Linked DNA regions of Mus musculus: region 2 is linked to region 1. The links are chromatin contacts, called in public HiChIP or PLAC-seq maps. All regions are on one chromosome and are shown on one strand. Each heading gives the region's core, a stretch centred on a gene start, on an enhancer-like site or on the middle of the called end of the contact. The rest is flanking DNA. Distances are from core to core; before and after follow the strand shown. Region 1 holds the start of Tmem161b (transmembrane protein 161B). Region 2 overlaps Tmem161b (transmembrane protein 161B).

What was found. HiChIP or PLAC-seq counts read pairs in DNA pulled down with a chosen protein or histone mark.
Region 2: a contact with region 1 is called in an H3K4me3 HiChIP or PLAC-seq map of embryonic stem cells, with 6 times the contacts expected there. The contact joins the enhancer-like site here to the promoter of Tmem161b in region 1. A contact is called at or near these places in 4 of 39 promoter capture datasets (3T3-L1-derived adipocytes, the HPC-7 cell line, liver and 1 more), 5 of 484 Hi-C or Micro-C datasets (the G1E-ER4 cell line, brown adipocytes, embryonic fibroblasts and 2 more), 3 of 115 datasets of contacts at active chromatin or transcription factors (embryonic stem cells, epiblast stem cells and intestinal villus epithelium) and 3 of 9 other capture datasets (adipose tissue, liver and pancreatic islet).

Annotation. Positions count from the first base shown.
Region 1 is chr13:84,218,753-84,225,014 of GRCm38.p6, forward strand. It overlaps Tmem161b (transmembrane protein 161B), which reads left to right and starts at 3,544. Exons shown (of 12, transcript NM_175187.5): 1 at 3,544-3,682. The coding sequence starts at 3,680. It overlaps A230107N01Rik (RIKEN cDNA A230107N01 gene), which reads right to left and starts at 3,423. Exons shown (of 2, transcript NR_138587.1): 1 at 3,386-3,423; 2 at 829-3,138.
Region 2 is chr13:84,283,114-84,289,618 of GRCm38.p6, forward strand. It overlaps Tmem161b (transmembrane protein 161B), which reads left to right. Exons shown (of 12, transcript NM_175187.5): 7 at 191-251; 8 at 872-1,012; 9 at 3,572-3,685. Among named protein-coding and RNA genes, the nearest start is that of Gm41011, 58 kb to the right of the region's middle. Within about 2 kb of position 2,613, at least 48 of the 459 cell types and tissues checked have an H3K27ac peak or open chromatin away from gene starts, as enhancers often do. A contact at or near this core is called in embryonic stem cells, where this site is marked.

The DNA of each region.
Region 1 (6,262 bases), core at 2,294-4,793:
ATTTTTGGGTTTTTTTTTTGTTTTGTTTTGTTTTGCTTTGTTGTCTTAAAGTTTTTGTTTATGTTGAAAGTAAGAAAGAACATGAAGATGAGTAGATAGATGGGGAAGGACCAGGGGGCACTTGAGGGAGGGGGAAAACGTTTCAAATGGCATCAAGATCCCATTATGGGAAGATAACTCAGACAAGTAAAATGCTGGCTGTTCTGAGTTTGAATCCTCGGACAAGTAAAATGCTGGCTGTTCTGAGTTTGAATCTTAGAACCTATGCGTAAAACAAAACCAAATCCCCAAAACAAACAACACACACACACACACACACACACACACACACACACACACACACACTTGTTATTGTTTCTTGGAGAGAGAGAGAGAGAGAGAGAGAGAGAGAGAGAGAGAGAGAGAGAGAGAGAGGAAGAGAAGGAGGGAGGGAGAGACAAAGACAGTGGAGACAGAGACAAAAGGATTATATCTTTTTAAAAGCATGGTGGGCAGCTCTTGAGGAAGGACACTTGTCTTTGGCTCCCCCTACCCCAGATCCTGTGAAAATATACACTATACAGCTTGTACAAGATTTGTCATTGCACTCAACTTCTAAAATCAATGGGGGGCGGGGGGGGGGGAAGGAACATGGCAATAAAGATTCTCAGGAATGCTACTATTATTGAAGGAATGCAGTACATTTTTACTTTTGAGACTTTTATGTAGCCCAGACTAGCCTTGGACTCCTGGCTCTCTACCCTCCAATTGCTGGGGTTAGGGTCATATGCCTGGTTTAACTTCTGAAGACCTTATCTCCTAAATTAGAAAAGTAAGAGCAATATAGGTAGGCTTTAAGAAGCTTTATTGATGGACAATTTTTTTTAATAATTGTTTCAAATAGAACAGTTTAGAAAATGAATGCTGAATGGTAATGGATACATTTTCAATTATCTTTCTCTGTGAGTGTAGGGCTTTTTATTCACGTCAAAGCAATTACACTGAACACAATTTTGCATTCTTTACTTTGGATACTATAACAAAAGTACCATAAACTGAGTGATTTAAACCACAAAATTAGTTCCCATATGTATCACTGGTGGGGGTGAAAATGGACCCCTTTGTTGTTGGCAAATGAGTTGTGACTAAGTTCTCACATGGTGCAGAATAAACAACGAGGAAGCAAGTTCTTCTCTCTCTGACAAGGACACTCAGCACACCACAAAGGTCCCATCCTCTGATCCTACTTAAAAGGCAACCATTTTCCTCTAGTGGCTTTTTGGAACAATTGCAAAATGTTCCACTAACCATATATGGCAGAACATGACCAATAAATCATTGTTACTGGTACATGATTTTTCTAAGATGGCCAATAAAGAATTTTAAGTACAATTTACCTAAGGAAACAAAACCCAACTTTCCACATAGTTACAGACTAATTACCATTTACAAGAAATAGAAATCACAGAATAAAACATATCATATTCAGTAAAGGAAAGAGAAAAGTGTTTGAATTTTTTTTAGAGGTAAAACTATTAACACATTTTGTTAAGACGGTTTAAGACTTTTAAAAATTGATTTTTAAAATTGGAAGAGTTTCAGGCCAGAGTGCTCATGTAAATACTATTCTGTTGATATTTATACACATCTGAGATCAGTTCGTAGAGAGGACATTTTAAATTATCACAAACCCCACATGGTAAGCAGCCATGACTTTTATCAAAGACTGTGATCATAACTAATTTGCCAAAAAGATCTTTTCATCTTCATCATCACATTTCCTCTCTTTCCTTTTCATAATTCTTTCTCTGAATCTTTGTCAAAGACTTCTATACATTTAAGAAATAGAAAATGGTCAATAAAAAAAAACAGGTAATTAGTAGAATATATTGTTTTTTAATAGGACAAAAAGACTTGATACAGTTGTAAATGTAAACATATACACACTATGTGAAACTAAAGTATTTTAACCAAGGATTGTTAATCAATGCGCCATGTACAAAATAGAGAATATAGAATCTGACAGTCTATTGAAAGTAATAAGGTAGTAAAAACTGATTTCTTGTTTTTCCTCTGGCAGGAATGGATTCTATCCTGCTAATAATTCCTATCCTACTGTCATATAGGAGAAGATGTTTTCTGATCCTTAACAAGGCTGCCAGGTTTAGGACAGATGGAAGACCCACTGTGTCACAAGTGAAAGACAAGACTTCACAGAATGTGATGTCACTGACAGGCTGATAGGCACTCGCCACCTCCATCTTTTCTTTCTCAAGGATAGCAATGGCTTCCCCCAGATACAGGAGCGGTCAACCGGAGTCCTTCTTTACTATACTGCAGTTGCCCTGGGGCCTGTCTATTAACAGGCTTGTTTCTATAAAGCAGTAACAGAACCCTTGGGGAAGTTCTCAGTTTCACAAACTATTCCTCAAGGCTATTGGTCTCGGAGTAGCTTCTCTCATTTCTTATAATTTCTCTATCACCTGTCACCCTATCTCCCCCCACCATTAAAAATTAACATAATGTATAAACTTTGTTTCTGTATCCTTTTGAAACAGCACCAATCTAACATCTCTAGGTAGCTCAGGATTGTTTCCCAGGGTCCTTGGGCCAGTTAGAGGTTGAACATCATAGCTGTTTCATAGTTGCAAGTTTGTGCAACCTTGACTGCTGAAGATGAATTTCCTCCCCAGTTCTGACTCCACAAGAGAACCACATTATGGTAAAAGGTATCTCACGGAGAAGGGTGAGATAAGCATGTTTCCATAAGGATCGTTAAACGGTGTGATAATTTCTGGGCCAAAGATGCTCTGTGTCCTTATTTCAAACTTACCTCTATGGTTAACCCTCATCACAATATAAAGGCAAGTTCACTGGTACAGATTTGGAAGGAGGGAGGTGTCATAAAGCATAAATGTGTGTGTATTTATGTATGTATGTATATGAGAATGTTGTAAGGCCCTTTTTGTTCATATTGGTATTAAGTAGGTAGGAAATGTCCATACTGAATTTTCTTCTTAGCTCCTCTGCTCTTTGTAGATATCCTCTGGCTTGAGCTGGCGTCTGTGAAGAGCAAAGAACTTCTAAAGGTCACATTCCATTGACCTAAGAGAGGAAGGTGCTTGGACAGCATGAATTTTTAACTGAGATTCCAAGGTACTGCGTAAGGAAAGCGGACAGAAAAGAGGCTGGCTGAGCTAAACAATTTCTGAATGATCTCAGCATGAATACAGCCAAGAAGGTTCTTTACCCTCAATAAACCGTCAGAGTACGAGGGCTACACCCACCCAGCTGATCCCTGCAGCAGCACAAACCGACCACCAGCGCCCGCGAAAAATACCGCACCTACCTAGGAATCCTGCGGGCATGCCGCCCCGCCCCGCCCTGCCCCGCCCCGCCCACCTACCTGTGCGCCTGCGCCCCTGCGTTCTCAAGGTCAGCCCCGCCCCCCGCCCTAGCCTCACACCCACGGAAGTGGCTTTAGAGAACGCCTTGCGGCTCCTCCTCTCTGCGTGGCGTGGGGTCGCTGGCGGTCCGGAGAGGGAGGAACTTCCTGTCCCATGCGGGCAGGACTTCCGGCCGAGCCGGAAGACCTTTCCCTTCGCGGTTTCGAGAGCTCCGTTTTGCAGAACCTGAAGGGGAGATTCTGGACGGTCCCGGGGACTCTAGACTGTCTGTCCCACGACCTGTTCTTGGCGTTATGGTGAGTCTTGTGAGGATGAGAGTGACAACCTTCAGGAGGAAAGGACAGGGAGGTCAGTCTGTGAAAGGAGCCGGTTGATGTCCCTGCTGGGAATGGAACCTGCTGGAGCGTTGGGATGAACCGCTGGCAGGACCCCAACCTTCCCAGAGTGCGCGCGGCCGCCGCCGGGGTTCCAGACAGCCGAGGGACCTGTGGGGTTGGAGAGGGGCGGGTCTGTCGGAGTACCCAGTCTAAGGAGTCTGCCCTCGCGTGTGTCCTGTGGCGCCAGGTGGCCCACTGATGACCTTGCTCTACCCACCACGTTGTCCCTGCCACCTTTTCCCGCCGCAGGCTTTTGGCTGAGATTTTAAGGACGCAGCAGTGCCTTTTTGCACGCTTGCCTGTCTCCTTGGAGACAAGCAACGCCGAGGCACTTAAGACAAAATTGGCTTCTCTTAACACTCAACTAGAGCAGAACTGAAAATCAATGTCACTTTTAAAGAAAATGTCCAGGTTGAGTCCCAACAGATTTAACTTGAAAGGAAAAATTTGTAATTTCCTATTGTACATCTCTATCGAAGGAGGGAGCACAGCTTGAGCCATATTATTTGCAAGTGTCTTAAAGGTTAGGTGAGAAGGATACGTAAACATAAAAAGAACCTGGTGTGAGAGATTGGAGGGAAAGGAGTAACCGAAGGGTGTTTTACCGTGAGGCCAGTCATTCTCAGAGTTCTCTGCTGTTTTAGTCTGAAAGGACAAGGTTCAGGGACTTGTACAAAGAACGTCTTAATCAACTGTAGATAAGAAGCAATGGGTGCTGACTGATCACACAGTTCAGGAGTTAATTGATGAAATGAATGGGATTTCGAAACATCTAAGTTTGGCTTTATTGGGGGACTATGAGAGGAAGGCAGGTGGTTGTGTAGGGGCTGGTGACTGCAGTCAACTACTTCCTGGAACATAAAAGGATTTAAAAAAGATAGTTGCTATTTCCAAGGTCCTAGGGTTCTGGTAAAGTTGAACAGGCAATCAGCCACATGAACGATTTCAAACCATCTGCAGAGACTTCTATCTTGGGTTCAAGCTTTAGTTGACTATGCTGCTGCCTTTTTATGTAGACCACACTGCCCTCTGATTCAGAGATCTGTCTGCCTCTGCTTCCCAAGTGCTGGGATCAAATGCATATGCCACTACTCCCAGTTTGGCCATGCCCCTTTTTTCAGGATTAATATTGCTGTTTTGTATGACTTACTAGAGAATAAAAAAATCACCTGGTTCCAGTTGCAAACTACCAGGTGACTTGTTTCTTTTAATGTTTTTGTTTGTTTGTTTGTTTGTTTTAGTGTTTTGAACCTCTGAATAGTATGGCTTAGATTCCTTAAGAGAGTTCTGTTTTCATTTGAGATAGTGAAATTAGAGAGGGAACGTTAGAACTAGAAGGAATTAAAGTCTAGCAACCTCCCCATCTCTTCAAATTTTACAGAAGGAAGAATGTGGAGTTTAGAAGCAGGCAGTGTTATACCTGAGGTGAGGTCTAATAAACTTGGTCTTGTCTAGGAAGTTGACACTAGTATCTAAATAAAATGATTAAATACACGATAGTCACAGGGAAGCTGAATTAGAGTGTGTTCTCTGCATCCAGAGAGCCACAGAACCATTCTGGCCGCTCTAAGGAAGTAGATATATTTTCAGCTAATCTCTTGGTGACACTTCACAATGTGGGGCCTGGTTGTCCCCATTGTGACATTGATCTGTCTTGTTTTTGAGTTAGTTACTTGACTAAAGTTAAAGTTGTTCACCGCTATGAAGTTGATGTTTGTGTATGGAATTGCCGTCATTGCTTGGAATCCTTTAAAAAAATAAAGCAAGGATGGTCGGAATTTAGGTTGAGCTTGGTTGAATTAACAGTTTGTTTTAAGTTGTGAACCATACAGTGAGAAGAACACTCACTAGACATGAACTCTCAAGACCCAGATTCTACCCATTAGTTTACATACATGCATTTGGTAAGAGTTTGAACTCTTTGAGAAGTTCTAAATTCCTGGCAAAAGTAGAATTGGCTTTTAGTCATCTTCTGATTCTTTACATTCAGTGACTTAGAACCTTATTTCATGACAAATACAAGTTTCTGATTAAAATTTAATGTGGTACAGAGACTTGATCTACCAGGGTTGAGGGATATTCTGGGGGCCCCACCTGCTCGGGGTGGGGGTGGGGGTCAGGGGAAGGATTGTGGGAGGGGGCCAGTGAGTGGGATGTAAAGTCAATAAGTAAAAAAGAAAAAAAGATTTAATATGGTTCCCTTGCTCTTTTAGTTCCTTTAAAAACATCATTCATATATATTCACACACACACACACACACACACACACATCATTTGGGTAGTCTGAGAATCCTTGTCTTTATATTAGGCCAGCTATTTCATGTCTTATAAATGCTACCCCACAGTGAATATTTTGGATTTACTGATGTTTAATTGGTTATAAATTTATTCTGCCCTCTCATTCTCTGATCTGGTTTTGTAGCCCCCAAACTTCATAGATGTGCTGTGTGTATCAGGTTCTTGTATTGTGAGCAAAGGACCATAGGCTTGTGACGTAGA
Region 2 (6,505 bases), core at 1,363-3,862, 63 kb after region 1:
TTCTGCACTCATGAAATGTACAAGTACCAAAGGGATGTTTTAGAGACTGTTCTTGCAAATAACTGATTTTTATTGCATCATAGCATACTTTTTAACACAGAGAAAGAGGCTAGTCATTAGCATATAAGATGCTGTGTTTTCTAAGAGTATATTTCACCCTATGATGACAGTAGTCTCTTTTTTCCTACAGGGTTTACAAATTTTTCAGACAGTGCAATGCAGTTTCTTGAAAAGCAGGGTTTAGAATCTCAGTAAGTTTTTGACAATTTGAGCATTATTTAAATTTAACGTTTTTCCTTCTTAAAGCAATTTTTACTATAAATAATTGATTTTAATCAGTAAAATAATTCCCTTATGATAGGACTCTCACTTCTCTCCCTCACTCATTTCAGTATTGGGATCTAACCCTGGGACCAGTGCATACAGACGAGCAGGTGCTCACCTCCAAACTCACTGTGAGAGGGGCTTACCCCTAAACTCCATTGCCAGCCCCCGGGTTACCACTTTTAGGAACACCTTACTCATACTGTGTACAGTCATTTGAAGGTAGACTTTCCCATCAAATTCTTAGCTATATTTGCTCTTACAATCCCACTGTGTCCAAAGATGAAATTAACTTATATCTGAGCCATATGTCATTGATGTGTAGCTTGGATTGTTGGCTATTATTTAAGAAATATCTGGTTTAGTTTATAGTTAGTTCACTATGACCTGTTAAGAATAAGATCAGTATGTATGTGTGTAGTACATAATTTGATGTACTGACGTTGTCATGACTTGTAAATTACCTGGATAGAAAAAATGGTTCTTAGTAAGTTATCAAAAAATTTATCAGTTGTTTTTTTTTTTTTTTTTTAAACTTTATTTCTAGGGGCCCTGTTTCAAAACTTACTTTCAAATTTTTCCTGGCTGTTTTCTGTTCACTCATTGGGGCTTTTTTGACATTTCCTGGATTACGGCTGGCTCAAATGCATCTGGATGCCCTGAATATGGCAACAGAAAAAATTACACAGTAAGCGGAAAATGTACATAAGCACATGCAGATAAATATATGTTTTCCATCTTAATTAAGGTATATTATTGTGATAAAATAAATTATTTTATTAAAAATTAATATTAATAAATATTTGATGTCACACCTGTTTTTAGTCAGCTATAAGTAGTTTCTCTTTGAAATTTCAGGCTAGTGTTAAAAATACATTTGTTGTTAAACTAATTTTTACCTGTTTAAATGAAAATGTTAAAGTTTATATTCTTTTTAATTCAGAGATTTATAGTATTTTGATCTCTACATTCAAATTGAAAATCTCATAGAAAAATTTTTTTAAAAAACTTTTTTTTAATACTTAAAGTTTATGTGTTGATTCAGATATTTTAATATCTTTATTTATGACAAATAATTTTAAGCCTGAGTTACATTTGTAAGAATGATTTTAAGTTGTTGATCTGCATGTTAAACTTCAAGTAATTCATTATTTTATTTCCAGATTGTAAATAATATGCAACACCCTGTATCCAGTTAGTTTAACCACCAAATCCTATTTTGATTCTAAGGAGAAAACATTAAACCTCTGCTCATGGCTCTGAAGCCATTGCTGTTTTCTGTCCTTATTTAGGGGTCTTTGTTTATTTGGTTGATTGGAGTTTTGTTTGTTTATGAATAGAGACATCTTTTTTTTCCAATTTTTTATTATATATTTTCTTCATTTACATTTCAAATGCTATCCCCAAAGTCCCCTCTACCCTCCCCCCGCCCTGCTCCCCTACCCACCCACTCCCACCTTGACAGAAGGGTGAGCTTGTATTTGCTTTCGTTTATACCCAGGATCTTCTTACCTGCACTGCAGGTCGTCCTTGAACCCTCCATCTTATATACATATGTATAGTCAGTAAGCTCCTCTAGGAGGACACTGTATTTAAGATACTTTAAGATCCTAATTCCTCTCTTTACATTCTTAGCTTTTACCTATGTTCTTTAATTTTCACTTTTCCCCTTGACTCCATTTTCTCCGTGTTTAGATGTTTACTTGTTCCTAGCTGCCCCGCCCCTGTTACACACTACTTCATCTTCCCCCACGTTTTTTTTTTTTTTTTTTTTTTTTTTTTTTTTTTTTTACTCAGCATGCTCTTCACTATGCCCTGCCTTTCCCACCACCCAGCTCTCTAAAGGCTTCTTTTAAGACAAAACCTGATCCCCCCCCCCCCTCTACACACACACTGCAGTCCACTAACCCCAGTGTTAGGATTTAAATAAGCTGAAAAGGGTGGGTGGAGGGGAGCCCTTCACAAGCTACTGAAACCGCTGTGGGCTGCTCCTTGATACTGGAGTGTTCCCTAGCAACACTGCATACCTAATACTGCTCTTTCTTCCCTGCCCTCCATGGTTTACCAAGACTGTGGGATGAAAGAATCACATTATAAAACATAAAGCATTTAGTGATGGTTGGAGAGAGGGTGATGCATCTATCTTCAGTAAAATGTGGCTTTATTTTAAGGGTTTTCCTTGTGGGAATTTGGGATTTTGTGTTATTTCCAGTTTTTTACAGCCTCCTGTTGTGGTACAGCACTCACGCTGTCATGCTGTAACAGTATGGGCAAGCTAGTTCTGTTGTGGGTAGCCTGAGTGGCAAAGGAGCAGCGCAGACTGCACCCCTATGGCAAGGCAGTGCAGCTTGTACTGTGGTTGGGTTGTTCCTGACTCAGCCCTGTGTCCTCCAGACCTGTCCCTACCGTTTGTCTGTGTAGTAATATTTAAAAGTCTGTGTGTTTTAAAACCTATAGTTAAGCCTTCTCTATGGTTGATAATGAAAGCAGTGTGTTGTATTAAAATAGTGTAACAAGTCTGTCTTTTGTTCCAAAGAGAAAACTTTTGTCAAGCCATGTGTATCTGTAGGATACAGATTTAGTTAACAGAGAGGTTGCAGCTTAATCCTGATATCCCTCTTCTGCATTAGGAATGTAGCCCCAGTGTGGTGGCTCATGTCCGTAGTTCCAGCTTTTGTGAGGCTGAGAGTAGCATGAAGGCCAGGCTAGGCTGTATAACAAGGTGTGTTCCATAGAACCAAAAATAGGGGGGGGGGGGTACATTATCTTTATTTGTATATGGTAAATTAATTTCATCTGTGTTTATAACAGTCCAAGAAATAACAAATCTTGAGTCATTTGTAATTTTGGCATTATAAATGATCATTGCATATTGCAAGGTTGCTCAGTTGTAAACTGTTGTGTTTCATTTGCCATTTGCCTTCTGATAAGACTTCTAATCACTCTCATTTATTTGTGAATAATAAGCAAATGTTCAGTTTAGCTGTGTTGAAAATTTTCAGATGACGTGTATGTATATTCCCTTGTGATCACTGTAGATAATCATTAAAACACCTATCATTGAGTCCTGGATTTAAGGGATTGTCATTGAACTTTCTAGGTCCGTATGTTCTCACCTGAAACACTAAGATAATGACTCAGCTCTTAAGGATTCTGGTTAACAGTAAATAATTAGAAATGCTATACCCTAGTTACACTTGCACATTTTGTTTCTAGATCTTTATGTGTATTTCTTGTATATTTTCAGAACATTACTTCATATCAACTTCTTGGCACCTTTATTTATGGTTCTGCTCTGGGTGAAACCAATCACCAAAGACTATATCATGAACCCACCGTTGGGTAGAGAGAGTGTCCCTCTGTAAGTATGGGTACTTGAGTCCTATGTTTTAATTCACTATACATCAAAGTTGCTTTTTTTAATTGTAGGTAGGTTTGTTCATTTTTTTTTAGACAGAGTATCAGTATATTGCCCGGACTGTCCTGGAACTCACTGTGTGGATCAGTCTGGTCTTGAACTCACAGAGATCTGCCTGATTCTTCCTCCTGAATACCAGAATTGAAGACATGTCACACTTCTAAAGTTTTTTGTCTGCCTGCTTTTATGATAAGGGGAGGTACTTTATTCTTTAATACTAGTGTAAGTGGTGAAGATAAGGCTTGAGCCTGAAGCTGCAGGCCATCTTCTAACCTATTTTTGAACTTTTTTGAAAAGAATACTAACAAATATTATTCTATACTAATATTAGCCTATATACACCCTGAGATTTATCTCCTGATGTCCAATTATCATCTGCCATTTTGCCTATTTGGATCCTTCTACGGTGCTTTTATTATTGTTCTACTGTGAAACTTATGGAGGGAAAGTAATGCCAATGAAAACTAAAGTAGTATTTATTTCCTTATCCATGGAAAATTTTAACATTTCCTTTTGCTTCATTCATAGCTTTTAGATAAAATGTTTTCAAATAAATTAGAGACATATTTTTATACAGTAAGTACTATAGTTGCCATCTCTAACAAAATTTTTTTCTACAACATACTTAGGAAAATTTAAAGTAATATCTTTAAATTATTATTATTATTATTACCTGCTCATGTATCCCCAGTTAGACAACTATGTTTTAGCAGAACAAGATGTCAAAGAAATAAAGAAGCGGTTTATTGCCAGGCATTAATAACTACTCTGTGTGCTGGGTGCGTGCTGTGGTTCTATTACAGTTCTATTACAGTTCTCGAAAGCTTCAGAGCTGTGTGCTGGGTGCGTGCTGTGGTTCTATTACAGTTCTATTACAGTTCTATTACAGTTCTATTACAGTTCTATTACAGTTCTCGAAAGCTTCAGAGCTGTGTGCTGGGTGCGTGCTGTGGTTCTATTACAGTTCTATTACAGTTCTCGAAAGCTTCAGAGCTGTGTGCTGGGTGCGTGTCGTGGGTTCTATTACAGTTCTCGAAAGCTTCAGAGCTGCTTTGCACTCTAGCCCGGCTTCTCATTGACACTGTCACGTGAGGCTGATTTTAATTGTTCGGTCTCTGTTTCCCCATCTGGAAAAAGAAGTGATATCTACCTCACAGGGTTCTTGGTAGAATTCAGTGAAAGATCACATGTAATGCAGCCCTTTGAATAGTGCTTAATGATGCTCTTTTCACTATTGTGTCGTCAGAATTAAAGTCGAGAAGTCTGGCAAATCACTGGCTGCATGGTGTGCACTGTGTTATATGTAGTATATACTCAATTGCCTTGGAGAATAGAACCAGTGATGACCATGACATTTTTATTTTTACATAATTCTTTTGAACTAGGGAAGTATTCCCTGAAGAAGTAGTGTCTATCCTACATATAACTAAACAAGTAAATCTTAATAATAGGTTTAACTTGACAGGCTACAAGTAAAATTAGGAAGAACAAGGAAACTAGCATTTGTCAGAAACCAATTATGCTGTGTCAGTGATTCTCAGCATTTTTTTCTTGGTCTTTTGTGTAATAATTGTTCATAGTTGCCATTCTCATTGACTAGATGAGATAGCAGACTCACACGTTAAATAGTTGACTAATGGTGTTACTCAACCATTTTGTGGGAGACAGACCTGAGGATGCACATCTGATAATAGAGTCATGGCTCTAAAGTCATGAGGGAGGCCTAAAGATGAGGGGCTTAAGGTCAGGCTGGGCAGCCTAGTGAGTTTCGCAATTCTCTCTGTTCCCACCCTCCTCCAAATGTAGCAGTATAGAAATTCATTATCCAATTTGTTTATATACAACATCCTCCCTTGGGATAGTATCGAAACTGTTTTCTCCATTGTTTTATCTTTGCTTCTGCTATATTTCATAAACAGTTAATCAAAATTACAGCCTAGATATCCTCCATCTTATCCTGTTTTAGTTGTAAGTTAATAATTTAGTTGAAAATAACTGTTTATGCTGGCCAGTGGTGGAGCACACCTTTAATCCCAGCATGTGGAAGGCAGAGGCAGGTGAATGTCTTGAGTTTGAGGCCAGCCTGGTCCATAACACAAATTCCAAGACAGCCAGAGTACACAGAGAAAATCTGTTTAAAGTCAAGCATCCATGTGGCAGTTGATGAAATAATGACTGTTGGTCAAAAAGAAAGTGATATGGTTTTTCTGTCACATAAAGTACTTAGTATATGGAATAGTGCTTGTAGTCAGAAGTACCATGGATATGCTGCTGTTCTGATTGGATATGTGCTTAAATTTGTGCTTATATTCTGGTACAGTATGGAAAAAGTAAAATGGGGCTACATGCAGCCTTTGTGTGTTTATAGCCAGAAAGGAAAACCAGAAGTTATCCTAAAGACCACTATTACCTTGGAATCTGGGAAGAATTCTTTCTCCCCATTCTCTCTGATTGATTGATTGATTGATTGATTGATTGATAGATAGAGACTAGGTCTTATTGAAGCCCCAGCTCACTTTGAACTCACAGTGGGTGGTCACCTGTCTCTGCCTCTGCCTCCACACACTGTCATATGTGAGCTTCTTTTTCACTTTCTGCTCAGGCTTGCCTGCAACTGCTGTCCTTACCTTCTGCCCGTTCTTCACCTATACCCCAGTTCAGATTCCTGCTTGAGACTCTCCATCAGGTCACATGATCAGATACTTGTATTACCATAGGATGTGTTAGAAGATACTTAATCAGTAGCTGATTCCAGATCCTGAA